Linked DNA regions of Mus musculus: regions 1 and 2 are each linked to region 3. Evidence: chromatin contacts called from public promoter capture Hi-C data. All regions are on one chromosome and are shown on one strand. The core of a region is the stretch at or near the end of the contact, and the rest is flanking DNA. Distances in the headings are between cores, read along the strand shown.

What was found. Promoter capture Hi-C pulls out the DNA fragments that hold promoters and counts their contacts.
Region 1: a contact with region 3 is called in a promoter capture Hi-C map of liver, with 2.8 times the contacts expected there. The contact joins the enhancer-like site here to the promoter of Mgrn1 in region 3. A contact is called at or near these places in 3 of 39 promoter capture datasets (embryonic stem cells, liver and pre-B cells) and 1 of 115 datasets of contacts at active chromatin or transcription factors (stem cell-derived neural progenitor cells).
Region 2: a promoter capture Hi-C map of neutrophils shows a contact between it and region 3, with 2.4 times the contacts expected there. The contact joins the enhancer-like site here to the promoter of Mgrn1 in region 3. A contact is called at or near these places in 10 of 39 promoter capture datasets (the C10 cell line, the HPC-7 cell line, cranial neural crest and 7 more), 8 of 484 Hi-C or Micro-C datasets (CD4 T cells, LSK cells, double positive thymocytes and 2 more), 7 of 115 datasets of contacts at active chromatin or transcription factors (bone marrow-derived macrophages, effector CD8 T cells, embryonic stem cells and 4 more) and 3 of 9 other capture datasets (adipose tissue, liver and pancreatic islet).

The regions. Positions count from the first base shown.
Region 1 is chr16:5,182,065-5,186,802 of GRCm38.p6, forward strand. Sec14l5 (SEC14-like lipid binding 5) reads left to right here. Exons shown (of 16, transcript NM_001127725.1): 15 at 1-119; 16 at 1,575-1,870. The coding sequence ends at 1,686. Among named protein-coding and RNA genes, the nearest start is that of Nagpa, 20 kb to the right of the region's middle. Within about 2 kb of position 2,732, at least 12 of the 459 cell types and tissues checked have an H3K27ac peak or open chromatin away from gene starts, as enhancers often do. A contact at or near this core is called in liver, where this site is marked.
Region 2 is chr16:4,576,669-4,581,541 of GRCm38.p6, forward strand. No RefSeq gene overlaps it. Among named protein-coding and RNA genes, the nearest start is that of D330022H12Rik, 15 kb to the right of the region's middle. Within about 2 kb of position 2,188, at least 19 of the 459 cell types and tissues checked have an H3K27ac peak or open chromatin away from gene starts, as enhancers often do. A contact at or near this core is called in the HPC-7 cell line, neutrophils and trophoblast stem cells, where this site is marked.
Region 3 is chr16:4,883,576-4,888,550 of GRCm38.p6, forward strand. It overlaps Mgrn1 (mahogunin, ring finger 1), which reads left to right and starts at 2,525. Exons shown (of 17, transcript NM_029657.4): 1 at 2,525-2,898. The coding sequence starts at 2,811.

The sequences.
Region 1 (4,738 bases), core at 1,482-3,981, 300 kb after region 3:
CCTGAGAGTGTGGCCTGCAGTCTCCCAGGTGTGGATGACGTCCTGACGGCTCTGCACAGCCCTGGCCCCAAGTGCAAGCTGCTGTACTACTGTGAAGTGCTGGCATCTGAAGACTTTAGGTAGGCAAGGCTGCCCGTCAGTGCTAAGTGTGGCTATTCTATGATGTTGGTGTTTCTGCAGTGGCATGGGATTGGCTTCTCCTGGGATGGACATCAACAGCACTCCATAGGAACTCAGAGGATATTGGAATCAGGCTCAGGCTGGGCCAGTGCTGGCATGTGCCTTTAATCCCAACAGCACTCAGGAGGCAGAGGCGGATCTCTGAGTTCAAAGCCAGCCTGGTCTAGAGAGAGAGTTTCAGGACATCCAGGGCTACACAGAATAACATCATATTGAAACAAACAAACAAAACCAGTGTGTATGTGAGAGAGACAGACAGACAGACAGACAGACAGACACACACACACACACACACACACACACAGAAGCTCTAATGCTGAACCTTCACTCTTCGTAGCTGCAGAGCTCAAGGACTGGGCTGGGGGGAGGAGAAGGGTCTTTCTCACCTGGACCATCCTTCAGTCCTAGACTTCCTCAGAGTTTGCAACCACTCTATAATATTCTAGAGCAGTGCCTTACGGAGACCTGTCAATAGATTAAGAATTCTTCCTCAGCTTCCCAGTTACCTTGTCTCTGAGGAGACAAATCAATTTGCTCCTCTGAGATTTTTAAAGTCCAACTGTTAAGTAGGAATCAATGAGGATATGGGTTACTGGGCACACAGTAGGTCCTCAGAAGTGAAGCAGGCAGCTGGGAGGTGGAGCTTGCAAAGTCTTCAATTTCCTCCCCATTCTCATCACTTCTCATTAGTGTTGAGTCAGGGTTATGAAATATAGGTTAGCCTCGAACTCATGATGCGGCTGAGGAAGATCTTGATCTCCAACTCCCTCCACCTCCCTTAGTGCCGGGATCACACATGTGCACTGCCATACCTGGCTTTATGTGCACCACCATACCAGGGTTTCATACATGTCAGGCAAGCACTCCAGAGGCTGAGAAAGGAGGATTCCAAACTTGAGGCCAGTCTGGGCTAAATAATAAGAAGCTATCTCAGAAAACCAGAAGAAACTAGAAAGTTCCTCAGGCCAGCTCTGATCTGACACTTGGAATGGGGTTAATGAGACAGAAGGTGCATCCTGGTAGCCCAGGCTGGTCTGGAACTCACAATGCCCCTGCTTCTACCTCTTGAGTGCTGGGCTTGAAGCCTTGTGTCGCTACACTTCATTTTGACTGAAGGAGACCAGAGAGGAAGAGCCCAGAACAGACAATTCCAGGTGGTGGGTTTTCTGCTCCATGCCAGTCAGGGCAGCTCCTGACAGCTGCGGGACCAGCTGGGCTTTGGGAGATTGGGTAGCTCATCTTCGCTCCCTATGGCGTCACTGGCTTTTCCCTCCGCAATGGTTAGCCCCGGTGGAGGTTAGCAGCCTTGAGGAAGGAGCCCTGGGGCCTCGTTTGCAGCACTAACAGCTTTTGCCAGGAAGATAACTTAAGGTGTACACATGCTTGCTCCCCAGGGGCTCCATGTCCAGCCTGGAATCCTGTGCCAGCCGCTTCTCTCAGCTCAGCGCCACCACCTCCTCTTCCTCCTCTGGCCAGTCCCACAGTGGCTCGATGGTGTCCAGATAACTGCTGGGGACCTGCTGGCAGCCTGCGAGCTTCTGGCATCAGGTGGCGTTGAGAATGAGAACGAAGCCCATCTAGACACCTGGGACCCTGTTGGATGCAGATGGCGCGGTGCCACAGCTGGGGTGTGGTGATCCCACGGCAGGGACCCAGAGTGCAGAGGGAGCTTCGCTTCACGGCTCTTGAGGAGACAAAGACAGACAGACCCTTTACTTCTGACTTTCTTTTAAAAGCCGAGACTTCCGGATGTTCTACCTCTTGTCCCCTGGATCTGGAGTCTAGGATGGGACCAGGGCTGGGTGCCCTCTCACCATTTGCTGTGACTCCCTCCTCAGGGAGGCGTGTTCTACTGTGGGGTCATCACTGTTTGGTGCCAGGAAAGTGCGCAAGGGAATGTCTCTTCCCCAAGTCCCAGGCCACTAGGAAGCTCTCCTTAGCCTGCGGGGGCCTGGGTCCATGCTGAACAATCACAGTTGCAGGGAGAGTGAAGGAGCACATGTTGCCAGCAGGGTCAGATGTCTAATCTGGATCAATCGCCGTGATTTGGCCAGCTTGGATGACAGGACATTTCTCAGGCCAATCACGTGCTCTGGAAAGGGCAAGGCCAGCTGAAGGACTACTGGCGGGTGGGTGACTGGGTCGATGGTCACCTTAGAGCTTATTATTCAGCTGTTTGTGACTGAGCACTGTCTAAGAAGCTGTGATGGGAGGCAGGGCTCTGTTTCCTGCAGGAAACAGCCTCCCGTGGCTGTAGTTCTGTTTCCCCCTCTGTAGAGCGCTTAGCCTTAACCACCCCTGACTTGAGGAACATAGGGAAGCCCAGGGCTTCTGCCTAGTTCCAGGCAATGATGGGGTGATGGGGTGACTCCAGCCATTCTTGTCTCCTTCCAGAGGTCTCCTCCTGGGGGGCTGCTCCCTTAAGCTTTCTTTCTGTTTTTTGTTTTGTTTTGTTTTGTTTTGAACTGAAAACCCTTCTCTCTGAGTGTTAGGCATTCCTGCTCAGTCCAGGAGAACTTAGTTCAGGCGTGATTGGAGTCAGAGTCTCAGCCTGGTGCAGGGGATCCCCTTGGGGTGGAGGTGGCATCTCTATCCTGGAACTGATCTGACTCAGGGACTTTCTCCAAGACTGATATGACTTTCCCAAACGCTCCAAGGGGGAGTAGTGGGCCTTCCTGGAGACCAAGACTTCTCTCTTTTTATTTCCTGGATCCACAGAAGGTGGTCACTGTTTGTTGTTGACTTTTGGCCAGTCTCAGTCTTTCTTTGGCGTTTTGCCTAGAGAGTGGCTTACCATGTAGAAATTAGGATTGAGGCATAGCATGTAGAAATCAGGATTTCTGGTTTTCCTTAGCCCACACTAGTTTCCACCCCTGCCAACCAGCACTGAGCCACACCGCTGTCCTGGGTTTCTGCCCGACTGAAGCTTTGTCCACAGCTCCAGCCTGGCCCAGAAGCGCCACCATCTGCTCTTCTCTGTCAGCCCGGCATAGAGTTGGGATCATTTCTGCAGGTCAGCAGGCTGAGAGGGGTGGTTTCTGGCTGTGGGGCCCAGTGAGCAAGCATGGACTTCATGTTGTCAGCAACCCCAAGTCAAGAGCAGCAGGAGTGCCTCCCAGTGATGGGAATCGTGGTCAGAATTCTGCCCTGTTCTGCTCTTCAGGAAAAGCAATGGAACACGTGTGTGTGTGTGTGTGTGTGTGTGTGTGTCTGTGTGTGTGTGTGTGTGTGTGTCCTCTAGAGAGACATTGAAAACCAGTTGTCTCCAAATCACCACGAGCAGCAATTAGTGATATTTTCAATGACCTTTATTATTATTATTGTTATTACTACTACTATTATTAATTATTTGCTGTTGTTGCACAGAGACTCAGATCCAGGCCTTGGTCATGCTGGGCAATCAATCACTACCACCGAGCCACTGCACGGTCCATTTCTGTGGTGATTGTTTTTGTTTTGTTTTGTTTGTGACATGGTTTCCTGTGTCCTGATCTTGAACTCTATGCAAGGCTAAGGACGACCTTAAGCTCCTGATCCTTCTGCTTCTGCCTCTCAGATTTAGAGGCTGCTGGTGTGTGCCAGTGTATCTAGCACAAGCTGGCTGCGCTCATGCTGGGCGAGCATTCTCCCACCCCGCCTCAATCCGAGTCCGTCTCAGTGACCTTTAACTGCACTGCTAACCTGACTCTCCAACCAAAGCTTGACTCTGAGAAACGCTCAGGGGAGAAGCTGTCTGGCAGCCTTTGCACATTTACCCTGCAGACACTGTGACAAACAGAGTGTAACAGGGCCCTGAAGGTCTCTTCCTCTCTCTCCACCCCCAGCTAAAACCATTTGATCAAGGGGAATTCCTTGGTCCTTTGTTTGGGGTGGCAGAAAGGGGTCTTGCTGCAGGTATGGCTGGCCCAGCAGGGTTCCCAGCTGACCTCAGGCCTCTTGACTCAACATCTCTTTGCACACTTGCCTCACACCCTCTCCCTGCTGAGAGGCTGCTGATGGCAGCTTCAAAACTACTCCGAGTCACAGAGTCTAAGAGAAAGATGCCCCTAACTACAATCTCCTAAAACATTCTGACTGGCCCGGCTCAGGTCACACGTAGCACTACTGGACCAGCAAGGTCTGGTAAATAGGAAGTCCTCTTGAAGAGGCCTGGGTTGTAACAGGAACAGATGGCTGTGGAGGCATCCACTGTGCCCTCCTACGTTGGCACTGGGGAAAGCCAGCAACTAAAAATAGCCCAAGGGTGCCGGGAAGATGAATCAGGTGGTAAAATGGCCGTGGTACAAGCATGATATCCCGAGTTTGGATCCCCAGCAGCCATGTAAAAAGCCAGATGCAGAGATGCACACCTGTAGTCTCAGTGCTGGGTGGAGGCAGGAGGATACCTGGAGCTCACTGACCAGCGTAGTTGAACTGGTAAGCTCCACGTTCAGTGAGAGACCCTGTCTCAAAAAAGTAAAGTGGAGAGCAAATGAAGACACCCAACACATGGCCTTCACACTATACCACACACGTGCACAAAATATCCCATAGAAGGGCCTGCCAAGCTGTCCACGGC
Region 2 (4,873 bases), core at 938-3,437, 310 kb before region 3:
ATTTATTTATTTATTATATGTAAGTACACTGTAGCTGTCCTCAGACACCCCAGAAGAGGGCATCAGATTTTGTTACAGATGGTTGTGAGCCACCATGTAGTTGCTGGGAATTGAACTCAGGACCCTTGGAAGAGCAGCCAGGACTCTTAGCCACTGAGCCATCTTTCCAACCCCAACCTTCCACTATTAAATGACCACACATGCATCTGATGTAGAAGCTCCTTAGAAGATTACCAGCCCCTCCTCCAACCTCAGGTAGAGCCTAGGGAGTTCCCAGGGGCAGCCTGGAAGGGGACATCTCAGGGCCAGGTCAAGCCTTCCAGCCCTGCAGCTGAAGCACACTTGCTGGGACTGATCTGCTTTCCTCCTGCCCACTTCCTGCCCACTGTTTCCATCAGCTTTCCTGTGCAGCCCGGCAGCCCTCTGCTGGGGAATCAGACCTTACAAAGCTCTTGGAGTAGCAAAAGGGAAGCTGAGCTGGGTGGGCCTGCTGGTGCACGCCATCTGACAGCCCAGCTGAAGCATAAGGATCCCAAGTTCAAGACCAGCCTAGGTAACTGACTGAAGCCTTGCTTCAGAATAAAAAGTAAAAAGAGGCCTGGGTGGCATCTGGAGATACAGCTCAGTTGGTAAAACGGTTGCATAGCAAGCATGAAGCTCTGGGGCTGATCCTGAACACTACATGAACTGGGTATGAGAGCACACACCTGTCACCCCAGGCAACCTTGAACTTCTGATCCTCCTGGCTTCACTTCTCGTCGCTGTATAATGAGTTTGATGCTAACCTGGGCTAAATGAAACCCTGTCTTAACTTAAAAGGATGGGGGACACTGATGGGAATACAGCTCAGTGATAGAGGGCCTGTCTGTAAGGCACAAGACCCTAGGTTCAATGCCCACTATTGAAAACAAAACAAAACAAAGCAAAAAACAAAGCAAAACAGTAGGAGCTAGAAAGATGGTTCAGTGGTTAAGAGCTTGCTGTGGGCTGGAGAGATGGCTTCGTGGTTAAGAGCACTGACTGCTCTTCTGAAGGTCCTGAGTTCAATTCACATAGTGACTCACAACCATCTGTAATGGAGTCTGATGCCCTCTTCTGGTATGTCTGAAGAGAGCAATGATGAATACATAAATAAATCTGTGTGTGTGTGTGTGTGTGTGTGTGTGTGAGAGAGAGAGAGAGAGAGAGAGAGAGCACCTGCTGCTCCTGCAGAGGACCCTAGTTCAGTTCCCAGCACCCACATTAAGCAACTTACAATTGCTTGCAACTCCAGCTCCAGGAGATCTGATATTCTCCTCTGGCCTCTTTTGGGCACCTGCACTTACACATGTAAGCACACACTCACAAATTCACCCCTGCCCCATTCACGTAGTTTTTTAAAAAATAAAATCTTAGGGAAAAAAACAAACAAACATAGGGGCTAGAGAGCTGGCTCTGCAGTTAAAAGCACTGGCTGCTCCTCAGAAGACGTGGGTTCACTCACATGGCAGCTTACAATCTTTTGTAACTCCAGGGGATCCAACACCTGTCTTCCTAGGACAGTAGGCACACATGTGGTACAAAGACATATGCATTCACATCTGCACAAAGATAGAACACCATTCACATTAGAAAAAAATAATAAAATAAGGGAAAGAGGGCCACCACTTGGGAGAACACCTTTGTAGATTATACACGGCCACAACGTAAGTCAGAGAGAGACATGGTCCTTTTCACTGTGTGTCCTCTGGCCAGGCAAATGCCAAGAGATCTGGATGCACTATCTCATTCAGTCCTGAAGGGAACCCCAGGAAATGCCGCAGATGAAGACAGTGAATTGCTTAAGGTGGAGACTAAGCTGAAGGTATGGCCCTGGTGGATAAAAGCGCACAGTTGGGCACAGTGCTGCGTACAAGCTCCTATAGCCAGTCCCACGGCCACAGCCAGCAGAGCTGAGCGCCACTCAGGAAGGCCCCTACTCACAATTTCTTGTAGCAATAAAGCTTTTGTGTCGGTGTGAGCTTCTGATTCCCCCACAGCAGTCTAATCACCTGCTTGGAGACCTCCTCAGGGATGAGTTAGGAGCTGACTCAAGCTAAGAAGAGTCCAGCCTGGGGTCTTGCTAGAAGCCACCGGAAGCTGCAGCCCTGTGATTTCACGGCCTCCCCTTTGGAAGTACTGGTTTGAGATCAAAGCAAATGAGGAAGCTGCTCCTTTTTTGGCTCTTGCAATCGCAGTTCCCGTAGGTAACGGTGCTTTTAACTCAGACTTAACCTGTCCTGTCCCTAAGCTCCCGGTGGAGATTCTAATAGTAGTTTAGGGCTTGGGACAAGGAGAAGAGCTAGGTCTTATCTCTCTCCCAGCCCCTCTGTTGACCTTCCCAGCTTACATGCGTAGTAGAAATGCTTTGTCCTCCAGGGATTCAGCTTCCAGGTCAGGTCCAAGGCAGTGGCCAGCAGCAGAGGTCTCCCTCCAGACGGAATCAGTCACTTTCCAAAGGTGCAAAGGCAGGGACACACCCGAGGCAGCCTGGGGCTTCAGTCTTCCTCTGCTATCTGCAGCCTCAATCTCCTTCTTTTTGCCTCCTCTTATCTGCCAGACTAAGCTTTGAGTTTCCTTCCCAGAGACATTCCTCTGCCACTGAACATACAGAAAACCACTGGTGCTGGAGACTCCACGAGCTTCTTGAATGACTGGCTTTCCACATCATCAATATAGGTGAGCTTGAAGGTTGTTTGTTTGTTTAAGATTTATTTATGTATGTGAGTACCCTGTAGCTGTCTTCACACACATCAGAAGAGGACATCAGATCCCATTATAGACACTTCTGAGCTACCATGTGGTTGCTGGGAATTGAACTCCAGACCTCTGAAAGAGCAGCCAGTATTCTTTTTGTTTGTTTGTTGTTTTTTTTTTTTTTTTTTTTTTTTTTTTTTTTGAGACAGGGTTTCTCTGTGTAGCCTTGGCTGTCCTGGAACTCACTCTGTAGACCAGGCTGGCCTCGAACTCAGAAATCCGCCTGCCTCTGCCTCCCGAGTGCTGGGATTAAAGGTGTGCGCCACCACACCCGCCTGGCGAGCAGCCAGTATTCTCTCTCTCTCTCTCTCTCTCTTTTTTTTTAGTAAAATTCTGATATCTTTATCTAGTTGTCTGAATATTTCTTTTTTATTTATTTCTTTTTAGATTTTTGTGTGTGTGTGTTTTTGACCATGTAGTTCTTAAACTTTTTTTTTTTTTTAGATTTATTTATTGTTATACGTAAGTACACTGTAGCTGTCTTCAGACACACCAGAAGAGGGCATCAGATCTCATTATGGATGGTTGTGAGCCACCATGTGGTTGCTGGGTTTTGAACTCAGGACCTTCAGAAGAGCAGTCAGTGCTCTTAGCCGCTGAGCCATCTTGTCACCCCCGATATTTTCTTTATATACATTTCAAATGCTATCCTGAAAGTTCCCTATACCCTCGCTCCGCCCTGCTCCCCTACACACCCACTACCACTTCTTGGCCCTGGCATTCCCCTGTATTGGGGCATATAAAGTTTGCAATACCAAGGGGCCTCTCTTCCCAATGATGGCCAACTAGGCCATCTTCTGCTACATATGCAGCTAGAGACACGAGCTCTGGGGGTACTGGTTAGTTCATATTTTTGTTCCACCTATTGGGTTGCAGACCCCTTTGGCTCCTTGGGTGCTTTCTCTAGCTTCTCCATTGGGGGCCCTGTGTTCCATCCAATAGCTGACTGTGAGCATCCACTTCTGTAAGCAGCCAGTATTCTTAAGCGCTAAGCTGTCTCCAGCCTGCTTGAAGATTTTCTTTCTTATTTATTTATTTATTTATTTATTTATTTATTTATTCACTTCACATCCTGATCACTGCTCCCTGCTCCAGATCTTCCTTACAGTCCTCCCTGACCCCCTTCTCCTCTGAGAGGGGAGAGTTCCCTCCCTGCCATCTCCCACCCTATCCCACCACCCTGGCACATTGGAGCTTAAAGATTTAGTTAGCTGCCAGGCGTGGTGGCGCACTCCGGGAGTAGGCAGAGGCAGGCAGACTTCTGAGTTCAAGGCCAGCCTGGTCTACAAAGTGAGTTCCAGGAAAGCCAGGGCTATACAGAGAAACCCTGTCTCGAAAAACCAAAAAAAAAAAACAAAAAACAAAAAATAAAAAAAAAAAAATAAAGATTTAGTTAGCACATACTAATTGAGCACCTATTGTGTGGCAAACAAGGTAAAGATAAGCCTCTGACTTTCTGATTTCATGGAGCTCTGGAGCAAGAGAGTCAGAAAAAAATCAAGTTCGTAAACAGAAAAGAATTCCAAGGGTGGAAAAAAGCTACAGAAGGAAGAAGGCGACAGAGACAGATGACAAAGTGGTAAGGGGAGAGGGGGGCATGATAGAACTCTTTGGGCAAAGGCACCAGGAGAGGGCCTGGATCCCACTTTAAGTGGCTATGAACTGGTGGGGGGGTGCTGGGAATTGAAATTGGGTCCTTTAGAAAAGCAGCCAGGGCCGGGTGTGGTGGCGCACTCCTTTAATCCCAGCACTCGGGAGGCAGAGGTAGGCAGATTTCTGAGTTCGAGGCCAGCCTGGTCTACAAAGTGAGTTCCAGGACAGCCAGGGCTACACAGAGAAACCCTGTCTCAAAAAAAAAAAAAAAAAAAAAAAAAAAAAAAAAAAAAAAAAAAAACAGGAAAAAAAAAAAGAAAGAAAAGCAGCCAGGGCTCTTATCCACTGACATTTCACCAACTCCCTGGATCATTTTTATAAAAGTTTCAATGAGATAATTTCTAAGCCATTTGATGCACACTTTATATATTTATTTATTTTGGTTTTTCGAGACAGGGTTTCTCTGTGAATCCCTGGCTGTTCTGGAACTCACTCTATAGACCAG
Region 3 (4,975 bases), core at 1,275-3,774:
AAAGAAAATGGAACACCAGAGTACTAAGTAAGAGAATATGCATAGATCCCTCAGGCAAGATGACAGCATATGAAAAGTGTTTGGTCCTAAGGTGGGTGTGGTTGTACATACTTACACTCAGCACTTAGAATTATGAGTTAGAGACCAGCCTGAGCTACAGACAGGCATTATGGGGGATGCGAGGAGTGTTTCGCCAATGTAGATCTTTAGGATAGATATGCTCAGGCTACATCAAACACCTGAACTCTTCCTAGTGACATATGGGTCATTTCATTTTAGCTTTCCAGATTCTTGGTGAAATTGAAATTCTGATTGAGATATCCTGGTACAGTTGCAAATGCAAGCTCTGACCCAAATTGTCCGTGGATTCACTTCTCCCATGTATCAGACAAGTTGCCTGTCAAGAGTATGTTGCTATGCAGCTTTGTGGTGGCTGACACACTTGAGCCAGGCAGTCATGGTTCCTCTGCAGCTTAAGTTGGTTGCAATGTGTGCTGTGGTCACAGAGAGGATGGTGGAAGGCTGAAGCTATGTTGTTTCCAGTGACTCTCTTAAATGCAGGGTTCAAGAAGATGTCTCTCCTTCAGGCACAGCTTGTGAGCTAGATGTATTGAAATTGCATCCTTTGTGCAACTCCATAATCAGGCCTTGCTTCCATTAGTCTAGGCACATCTTCATAATAGTCATTAGTGTGTGCTGTCTTATGATTCTAAATATGTTTATGAAGAGATTATGGCTTTTGTTCTCAACTGGTCCATTGTGCTATTTTGAGTTTGAAGAAATTCAGAGATCTCTTACACAGCTACTCTAGGGTAGCATTAGCCAAAGAAGAGCCAAAAGCTCGACTCTTCAGGGATGGAGGAGGGTGCCTGGGTGGGAGGCACAGTGGAGGTGGATGGCGGGCGGTGCAGACAGATTATGCCTTAGACTGTGAATCTCTGCTTCCAGTGTAAGAGGAAAGAGTTTCCAGCCAGGAAATGTAGCTTCTCATCTAACTTCTTGGCTGCCCTCTGCTGCTCCTTAGTTGAACTTTGGAGGACCTCTGGTGTCCTGGAGGGTCCCAACTAGGTCTCAACAACATGGTCTCGAGGGAAGTCTTGTCTCTGGTGAGTGGCACTAGCCCTTTATGGTTTGAATATTATTATATTCAATTACATATATTATTCCATCATTCAGCCATTTTGGCCACCTCCTCACACAGCTTTCAGCCTATCAATTCTTTTTGTTTTGTTTTTTCGAGACAGGGTTTCTCTGTATAGCCCGGGCTGTCCTGGAGCTCACTTTGTAGACCAGGCTGTCCTCGAACTCAGAAATCCGCCTGCCTCTGCCTCCCGAGTAAAGACGTGCGCCACCACGCCAGGCTTCAGCCTATCAATTCTTGATATTTTCTCTCTTCCTTCACCGGACTTTGGAGGATAGCAATAGGCCAAGTTGGCCTGAAAATTGATGTCCTCCGTACCTACGATGCAGCAACTCAGGATGGAGCCCATGATGCACATTTCTGCTGGCCAGCAGAAGAGGTTGGGGTGACGACAGACATGGCCCAGACCAGGCCGCACCGAGGCACACCCACCGCGCGAGGGTATTTTTTTGCTCACTTGAGGTCTTCACTTAAGGCCTATGCTTGTCACCTTATCTACAAGGGACAGGGGGAGGATCTTCAAGGACTTTGCATTCAGGTTTAGTATAGTTTGAACTATGGTGAAGTCACCACCTGATACTTCACTACCTGCTGGTCTCCCTAGCTGCTCTCCTGGAACAGCAGGTTCAAGATGGGAGGCACTTCTAAGAAACTCAACTCCTCTGAGAATCATAAAAACATACCCTGGCATCCTCAAAGCAGTGCGTGTGTGCGCGCGTGCGTGTGTGTGAGAGAAGCCAGGGCATAGCTTGTAAATTAATGTTGCAATCCGTATCCTGATTTTTCTGAACTTGCTTTTAGCATATTATTTGCCGTCTGCCCTGCTTTGTGCCTCAGTTTCCCTATGTGTCAAAGGGGGAGAAATCTGTCTTCTGAAAATTCCGTGTCCATTGTAAATGTTTCTGTGTAGCCCTAGCTGTCCTGGAACTCACTCTGTAGACCAGGCTGGCCTCGAACTCAGAAATCCGCCTGCCTCTGCCTCTGCTGGGATTAAAGGCGTGCGCTACCAAGCCCGGCTTTTTATTTATTTATTTATTTTTTAATGTTTTGACTTCTTGACCAAGGCTCCAAGGCTTGGTGGTTACCCAGTTGTCCTCTGGTTAAAGGTATTCCCTTTGCGGCTGAGGATGGGAGAAGAACCTCGGGAAGTGGGGGAGAGCTACTGTAGAATTGTCGACATTTTCAGACTTGGTTTACATGGGAGACGCTCGAAATTCTGAGGGTGTCTAAATGTAGACAGAAGATGAAGGGACTGAGGCATTCCGGTTTCAGTATCCAGCTGGGCAGCCGAGGTTAGCGTCGTGTGAAGGAGATAACCCCCTTAGCCGGAGCCTCTTGGTTCGACCCACTGTGGCTACTCACGTGAGAGGTGGTGGTGGTGGTGGTGGTGGTGGTGGTGGTGGTGGCAAGCTTGGGAAGCGTAGTACGCAGGCGCATTGGCTGCCTGGCCTGGACTCCATTTCCCCTGGAACTGCGGGGCGGGGGCGGGGGCGGGGCGCCGGGCCTAGGCCGGGGCGGCCGGGGGCGGGGGCTGTGGAGAGGTGCCGCGGCGGCGGCGGCGGTGGCGGCGGTGGGTACGCGTTGGTGCGGCCTGTTTTGGGCCATGTCCGTGTGAGGACGCCGCAGCCGACAACCTCTCCTCTCCGGCTGGCCGGTAGAAACGCGCACCATGGGCTCCATCCTGAGTCGCCGCATCGCGGGCGTAGAGGACATCGACATACAGGCCAACTCGGCCTATCGCTACCCTCCGAAGTCCGGTGAGCTTCCGAGGACGCGGACCGCGGAAGGGGGCTGGAACGGGGACTGGGGACTCCAGGAGGCCCGGGGATCAGACGCGCGAGCGCCCTGCCCTGTCGCGGACCCTCCTCCTGTGCCCCTTCCCGGTACCTGTGGAGTTTGAGGCGTGGCTGCGGCCCTGGCTAGCCCTGCTGGCCGCAGACGCACCTTGCGCGGCCTCTTTTTAACTGGTGACCTTGGGCCACTCACTTTGTGTATGCACCGATACTTGGCATCTCTGGGATCAGACTGCATTGGTAGTGAGGACACCCTCACCACCGACCCGGTGGTGCCGGCTTTGGAGGCATGAAGACCGGCCCTGGATTGTGACAACTCATTAGGATTTGGACCCAGGCTTTCCTCTTCCCGTGCGAGTGAGGGACACTGGTGTTTGACCTAGGGAGGTGATCGATAGGGAGGTGCTGGGTTCCATTGGAGGACAGGATAATGGTTTGAATGGTTAGAGAGAACTACTGACCTTTCCCTCTCATTCAGGGCAGACTCACTGGTAGATTATGGGAGCTGGATGGGGGCAGAGTTGGAACCAGCATCAGATATCAGATGTGGGATCCCAGAGGAGCCTTGCTCCTATTCTCATTCATAGTCTCTGCTCTCTCTCTCTCTCTCTCTCTCTCTCTCTCTCTCTCTGTCTGTCTCTCTCTCTCTCTCTCTCTCTCTGTGTATGTGTTTAAAATAAGGACAGTATGTCATGTAGCCCAGCATGGCTCCAACTCCTTATGAGAGTGACATTGAGCAAACACTGGTCCTCCTGCCTCTACCCTCCCAGTGTTGAGATTTGAAATGTGCACTTTGCCCTGTTTTATGAGGTGCTGGAGACTTGAACTCAGCGCACTGTGCATGGTAGTCAAGCATTATATTAACTTAGTCACATTCTTAGACCAGGCCTTTTTCTAAGACAAAAGTCCTGTTATATAGCTCTGGCTGGCCTGGTACTCAGTTCTCCAGCCTTAGGCTTCTGGTGCTGAGACTACAGGTGTGTCCTGCTACACACAGCAATGCCTGGTGCCTTGTCAGCTACATTTACTTCTACACAACTTCTTGGCGGGGTAGAACGCTGGGCCTTTAGATCCGGTTCTAAGTGTTGAATGTGATGTTTGGTCCTGAGGTGTTTTCAGACCAAGCCGGCCAGATTTCCTGTGTGGCTGAGAAGAGTCTGCCCCCATTAGTTGGACAGCTTATTAAATGTTTCGGGCTGTGCTTCTAGACTTTCTTTGCCCTAGGGATCTGCATTTTAAGCTAATTTTCTTTGGTGTGTTTGATGCCCACTCAAGTTTGAGATAGTATTCTGTTAGTGTGAAGATCTGGGAACTCCCAGGATGAAAGAACAGGAAACTGGCACTATTTAGTGACACTTTTCAGTGAATGGGATGGAATCACATGTCAGTGTAGGGAGACCTGCTTGCCTGTGTGCATTGCTAGTACAGGCTGCAGCTCCAGAGGTTTCCTTGGAGACTTGAAGGACTAGTGTGTGCACATCTGAGACAACAGTTGTTAACCCTCCACTGAGATTCTCCTTGTTTGTCTTCTGCTGAGTGACCTTGATTAAGTTTGCTTATTTGCATCTCAGTTTCCTCTTCTCGGAAAAGGGTGCTTAGAACTACGCCAGGCACATAAGATTTTTCTGTAAATGTTGGCTACTATAACTGCTTCAAAGGTAGCTAGATGATTGGCCCAGACCCTGCCTGTATGTGGCAGTGGTGTGGCAGATACTGGAAAGCTAGCTTCCCTCACCTGGCACCTGAGTACCATTAATGCCCCTTCACTTAGGCAGTTGCATAAAACAACAATGCATGGCCTGTGCACACACTACAAATCCACAGAACTAGGCATTTCCAATTGTTAAGATGTTCCTCTAACCTGGATGGGGTTACTGGCACAGTAACCTGGGATGCCATTCATACATTGCTGAGTTCTGGGCCTGCCTAGTCCAAAGATTTTTGTTTGTTCCGCATGTGTTTGGTGCTGGCAATCGCACCTAGAGAATGCTACTCTGTTTCATACCCTCCTGGATAACAATATAAACAATGTGTCTTTTCG